2 separate regions of the Mus musculus genome follow, and region 2 is linked to region 1. The links are chromatin contacts, called in public HiCAR-type maps. All regions are on one chromosome and are shown on one strand. Each heading gives the region's core, a stretch centred on a gene start, on an enhancer-like site or on the middle of the called end of the contact. The rest is flanking DNA. Distances are from core to core; before and after follow the strand shown. Region 1 has its middle 7.2 kb from the start of Gm51632. Region 2 overlaps Tns1 (tensin 1).

The links. HiCAR-type assays count read pairs that join an accessible place to other places.
Region 2: a HiCAR-type map of astrocytes shows a contact between it and region 1, with 4 times the contacts expected there. The contact joins two enhancer-like sites. A contact is called at or near these places in 6 of 39 promoter capture datasets (the 3T3-L1 cell line, 3T3-L1-derived adipocytes, hippocampal neurons and 2 more), 2 of 115 datasets of contacts at active chromatin or transcription factors (astrocytes and extraembryonic endoderm stem cells) and 1 of 9 other capture datasets (embryonic stem cells).

Annotation. Positions count from the first base shown.
Region 1 is chr1:72,717,759-72,720,422 of GRCm38.p6, reverse strand. No RefSeq gene overlaps it. Among named protein-coding and RNA genes, the nearest start is that of Gm51632, 7.2 kb to the left of the region's middle. Within about 2 kb of position 1,357, at least 24 of the 459 cell types and tissues checked have an H3K27ac peak or open chromatin away from gene starts, as enhancers often do. A contact at or near this core is called in astrocytes, where this site is marked.
Region 2 is chr1:73,954,351-73,957,014 of GRCm38.p6, reverse strand. The region is part of intron 18 of Tns1 (tensin 1); the gene reads left to right. Among named protein-coding and RNA genes, the nearest start is that of Gm39664, 75 kb to the left of the region's middle. Within about 2 kb of position 1,329, at least 93 of the 459 cell types and tissues checked have an H3K27ac peak or open chromatin away from gene starts, as enhancers often do. A contact at or near this core is called in astrocytes, where this site is marked.

The sequences.
Region 1 (2,664 bases), core at 108-2,607:
AAAAAGACAGGAGCCTTCATTTGGTTCTACAGCACTTTAGGGGCTTGAGTTTGGAGACCACAAAGCACAGTGTCACCTTGCCCACTGTCACACAGAGGTGGAGGTCACATGTTGAAAGGAAAAGCCAGCTCTAGTGTCATGTGTGCAGGGAAGTGAGAAGGCAGCACCCAAGGAGGGTCTTGAAGCTGCATTTCCAAGGCTTTGGGCACAAGGTCATGTTAGCTGAGATGGGAGAAGGATGAATGGAAACTGGTGATTTTAAAGCTCCGAATCATTATTAGCCCCCACATCCCTCCCTTACCAGCCTGCTGGCGATGGGGCACTGACTGCCTTTTCAGTCAAAGCACTGTTTCGGGGCTGGAGAGATGGCTCAGCGGTTAAGAGCACTGACTGCTTTTCTGAAGGTCCTGAGTTCAAATCCCAGCAACCACATGGTGGCTCACAACCATCTGTAACAAGATCTGAAGCCCTCTTCTGGAGTGTCTGAAGACAGTTACAGTGTACTTACATATTATAAATAAATCTAAAAAAAAAAAAAAAAAAAGAGCACTGTTTCTACATGTCCCTACCACAATGAACTGCTGTATTACTGAGCAAAAAGATTTACTTATTTTATGTATATGAGTGCTCTAACATATACACCTGCATTTCAGAAGACGGCATCAGATCTTGGTAGAAATGGTTGTGAGCCACCATGTGGGATTTGAACTCAGGACATCCGGAAGAGCAGCCAGTGCTCTTAACTGCTGAGCCATCTCTCCAGCTCGAGCAATTTTTTTTTAAAGATTTTTTTTTATGTGTGTGAGAGTTTTGCTTATACCTAAGTACATTACCTGTGTGCAATGGACCATACATCCTATCATAGTCTTTTAATTGTATATTCTCATTGGATCCCCCAGAGTTGGAATTACAGGCCATTATCAACCATGTGGGTGTTGGGAATTGAACCCAGGTCCTTTGGAAGAGCAGCCAGTGCTGTTAATCTCCAAACCATCTTTGAAGCCCAACAAAGTAGGTTTTAAACTCTCCTTGCACACACAGAGCAGGCAAAGGGCCATAAGGGATGAGAGTAATGGGACCTGGCGTGAGGAAGGCTGCATTTGGAATCCTAAAGCCCTAGCTAGAGATTGGAATCCTCACACCACTTCTTATCCCCGACACAGCTCATTCCCAGTGCTCAGTCATTCAGTTCCTGGGTTTTGCTGGCCTCCGCTCCTGAGGAGAAAGGGCATGCATCTCACTGGCCTTTGGAAGCAGCAGGGCTGTTGGTGTGCTGTGGCCACTCTCATCAGGGAAGTCATACCTGTGCACGGAACAAAGTTAAGAGCGGGAGAAAGAGAAGCACTCTGATCCCTCCAAGTCCTCTCAGCCTCAGCAAGGGCTCCCCCTGCTGTTCACTACCTACACTCCTTTTGCCTGCCCCGGGTTAATCAGCAGAATCCCAATGGCAGTTTCTTAACAGTGTCTTATGTAGTGGCACTTTCTCTCCAGCCTGTCTGTAGTGGCCTTTTAGCGTTATATACTTATCACTTGCTGAGACTGGCCTCCAACCATCAAAACCCCTCACAGATACCACTCTGTACCTTGGTTTCTTTATCTATAGAGAACAAAGCTCTTCTGTTGCCCAAGCCAGTGAACGGGGAGGTGAAGTTGAAGCACGGAACTCCTTGTGGACTTCATTCTTTCCCCATTCAATGACTCTCTTCAAGTAGAAAATCTTAGAGTTTTTGTCATCTATAAAAGGGGGAAAGAATTCCATTAGGTTCTTGAGTTTGGAGCAATTAAAAGAGGAAGAAGTGCTGGGGAAAAGAAACCTGATGACAGGCCGAGTGTGGTGGTGTAAGCCTTTAATCCCAGCACTCGGGAGGCAGAGGCATGCGGATTTCTGAGTTCGAGGCCAGCCTGGTCTACAGAGTGAGTTCCAGGACAGCCAGAGCTACACAGAGAAACCCTGTCTCGAAAAAACAAAACAAAACAAAAAAAAAAAAAAAAAAAAAAAAGAAAAAAGAAAAAGAAACCTGATGACACAAAGGTCTTACTAGCTACAGTACAACGAAGCATGGAGCATGTGGGTCCAGGACTGGCTAGACATGCAGGACTCAAGGCATGTGTGCCTCTAGCTACCCCAGGCTGGGAAGTGCTGGGTCTTAAATAGATGTGTCTACCTCAGACCCTTGGAACACAGCCTGGATCATGCTAAGGGAATGAGTTAGGTATTTCTAGGCCCTGCCCCCCAAAGCTAATTGGGACACAGGGAATAAAACATGGCAGTATACAAGCAGAACAGGACTGTTGAGTTGAAAGCATAGTTGCTTGGTGGAGAAGGTGAGGTATAAATTACTTAAAGAGCAAGGTGTGGCAGAGTTTGCCTGTAACTCAGCATTCAAGAGGGCTGAGAGGCAGGAAGATCAAAAGTCCCAGGTCAGTCTGGGCTACAGGACGAGACCCTGTGTAACCACCACCACCATGATCGTAACAAGTATACAAACATACCCAGTTAAATGAGCACAGAACAAGCCTCCAAAACTTAGAACATCAAAAAAAGATACATGTAATTCCAATAAATCAGTAAGCACTGGTCTTATTGAGTGGACAGTTTCACGTGTGCACGTGGGTGTAAACTCAGAGCACAAACAGTCCGACTCCACGGGCATCCCTCAAGCT
Region 2 (2,664 bases), core at 80-2,579, 1.2 Mb before region 1:
AGCTGTGTAGGTTCACAAGAGGGAAGGCAACTCTTCCTGCCCACTGGCCCAAGGGACCTACCCTCCAGAGATCACCTCAGAGGTCCCTGTGAATGGTAGCTCTTTTAGTACTTGTCCCCTCTGGGTGCAACCAGTAAACAGGGAGTCAGAAAGATAGGGCCAGAGAGTGAAGAGTCCTGTCCTATACTTTACTCCTCTGGAGACATGAGCAAGGAAGACAGAGGACTCCTTTAGGAATCTGTCCCAGGGTAGGCTGGTGGCATTCTCAGGCCATAGCCCTGGGAACCTGGGCTGTTGGGCAGAACTGCCCTGTGTTGCTTAGGACCAGTTGCTTGTGTAGGTCTGAAAGCCTCCATGGAGACTGGGGACAGAGTTGTAGGTCTATGGACCTGCGAGGCCTGTGTAGGAAGGTTGAGCTGGGTTGTCTAGCCAGCATCTCTAAGAACTCTTGAGTGGCATGTGGTGGCCTGTGGCTTGTGGGCCCTTGTGCACAGGAGCACTGATTGTGACATGCCTGTTTTGTGGTTGCCTGATCATTTGCTTTTGGCCATAAGCTTCTGTATGAGGGTTTGTTTTCAGTGGCTCTTATTTCTGGCCTGAGGGATAATTCTTGGGTATAGCAAGATCATTTGTATTTCTTGAAGTGTTTGTGGCTTTAAATTTAAATATTTATTTTGGATTATTCCTGACTTTTGTGTGTTCGTTCCCCACCCCTCTCTCTCCCCCTCCCTCTCTCTTTCCCTCTCCCCTTCCCTCTCTTCCTTCCTCCCTCCCTTCCTCTCTCCCTCCCCCCTCTAGGTTTAAGTAAGTAATGTAAGAAAATAGTTGTGGAATCCAGATTTTATGCTTGTTAAAGTAAATTAGTTCTCACCGAGAGCCTGGCTTTAACAGGTACTGCATATTTTTAATGCATCCTTTTGCCTTATCTCTGCCTCTGTTTCTCCTTCTTTCCTGGAGGCACAATCCTACTTGAGTCACAGGACTTGCAATACTGCACGTGTCGAGTGCCTAGTAACATATCTCACACATGGAGATGGGTTCTGCACTCTAGCAGAGCCTGGCGTTTGGAACCCACTCCCCCACTGTGCTTCTCTGCCTTCCGTGAGCACCTGGTATGGGCACATCTCGCTCTGTCTGTCTGACTGACTGACTGACTTCCAAGGCATGTGTATGTCTCGTGACTCTTGTCTGGCTTTGTGTATGACAGGAGGATCCTGGCTGGAGTTAGTGCAGCTTCTGGGTGCTGCCTTTTCCTCTGCCACCTAGGGTCTGGGCTGGAGAGTCAGAAGGAGGCATGTGGGGCTTGGGGGGAGTGGGGTGGGAGGGCTGGAGCTGGGCTGCTGACTCCTTAGGATGTGAAGTCATTGAACTGCCTGGGCAGGGGCGGGGCAGCTTCTGAGTCAGCCCTCTGGCCCCAAGCCACAAAACAAGTCGGTCACTTTTTCCTTTCAGAGAAAGTGTTACCCTTGGGGGGTCCCCAGAGCTGTCTGCAGACAAAAGGGCACCCCTAAGTCCTCATACCGAAGGTCTACTGCTCTGGCCTAGCCCTAGCACCCCTCCCTTGCCCTACTCTGTAGGGACAGAACTTTTTCTGTTTGGCAAGGGTACAGAAGTCCAGCCTTCCCATTCAGAGAGCTGCAAGGATCTGAAGGCTCATTTGGGGTGGGGGTGGGGGTGGGTGGGGGGATGGCCCTTAATCCCACTCTGATTCTCCTTCCTTTCCTTAGAGGCCTGGATGTCCTGCATTAAGCCTGCTGGTAATTGGCTTGGGGGTCCTCGAGGATGGAACAGTGCTCTGGGGGAAATATGGAGAAACTTCTGGAAATGTGACAGTGGGTGGGAAGAATGGCATTGTCTGAACTGTTCTGGCAAATTCTTTGTGTTAAGCTAAATTGTGGAAGGCGAGGGCCAGTTTGTCTTAGTCTAACTGTGACTCTGCAGCCCAACGCTGAGCATGGGTGGGTCCTGCTCCGTCCCCTACTGGCACTGGCACTCTCCAGCTCCTCTTGCATGTACCTCCATGTCCTCCATGGCTTTCTGCCATCCTCCGGGACTCTCCTTGGCTCCCCTGCTTGAAGGTTGTCTTCAGGGGAGGTCTGAGTCTCCATACTTAATTAAACCTTCCATGTGCTGCTATCTGAGGAAATGCCTCACCTCCTGGCCTTGCTGGCTCCAGGCCAGGCCAGGACTCCTGGAATGGGAGTAGAGGAAGCTTCCTGAAGTGGGTACTGTACGGGTTGAGCAGGCTCAGGATGTCCCCTTTCAGTAATGAATGGTGCTCATGGTAACAGAAGTCCTGCCTCCCACGAGCTGACGTCTTACCATGACACCAGAGCAGTGCATTAACTCACTCAGCTGCAAGTGCATTGAGGTCAGTGAATAGGACCTGGGCTGGCTTACACGGTTCAACATGATTCCACTACTGTCTCCATCTTATTCTGTGTGTGTGTGTGTGTGTGTGTGTGTGTGTGTGTGTGTGTGTACATGTGTGTGCATGTGCACATGGAAGCCAATGGACAACACCGAGTGTCTCTTCCTCATTCTCTCTCTACCTTATTATTTGAAACAAAGCCTTTCACTAGACTGGTAGTAGCTTGCCTATTCAATTTGGCTGACCCGGGGATTTATCTACCTCTGGCTTTTTTTTTCTTTTACGTGAGCGCT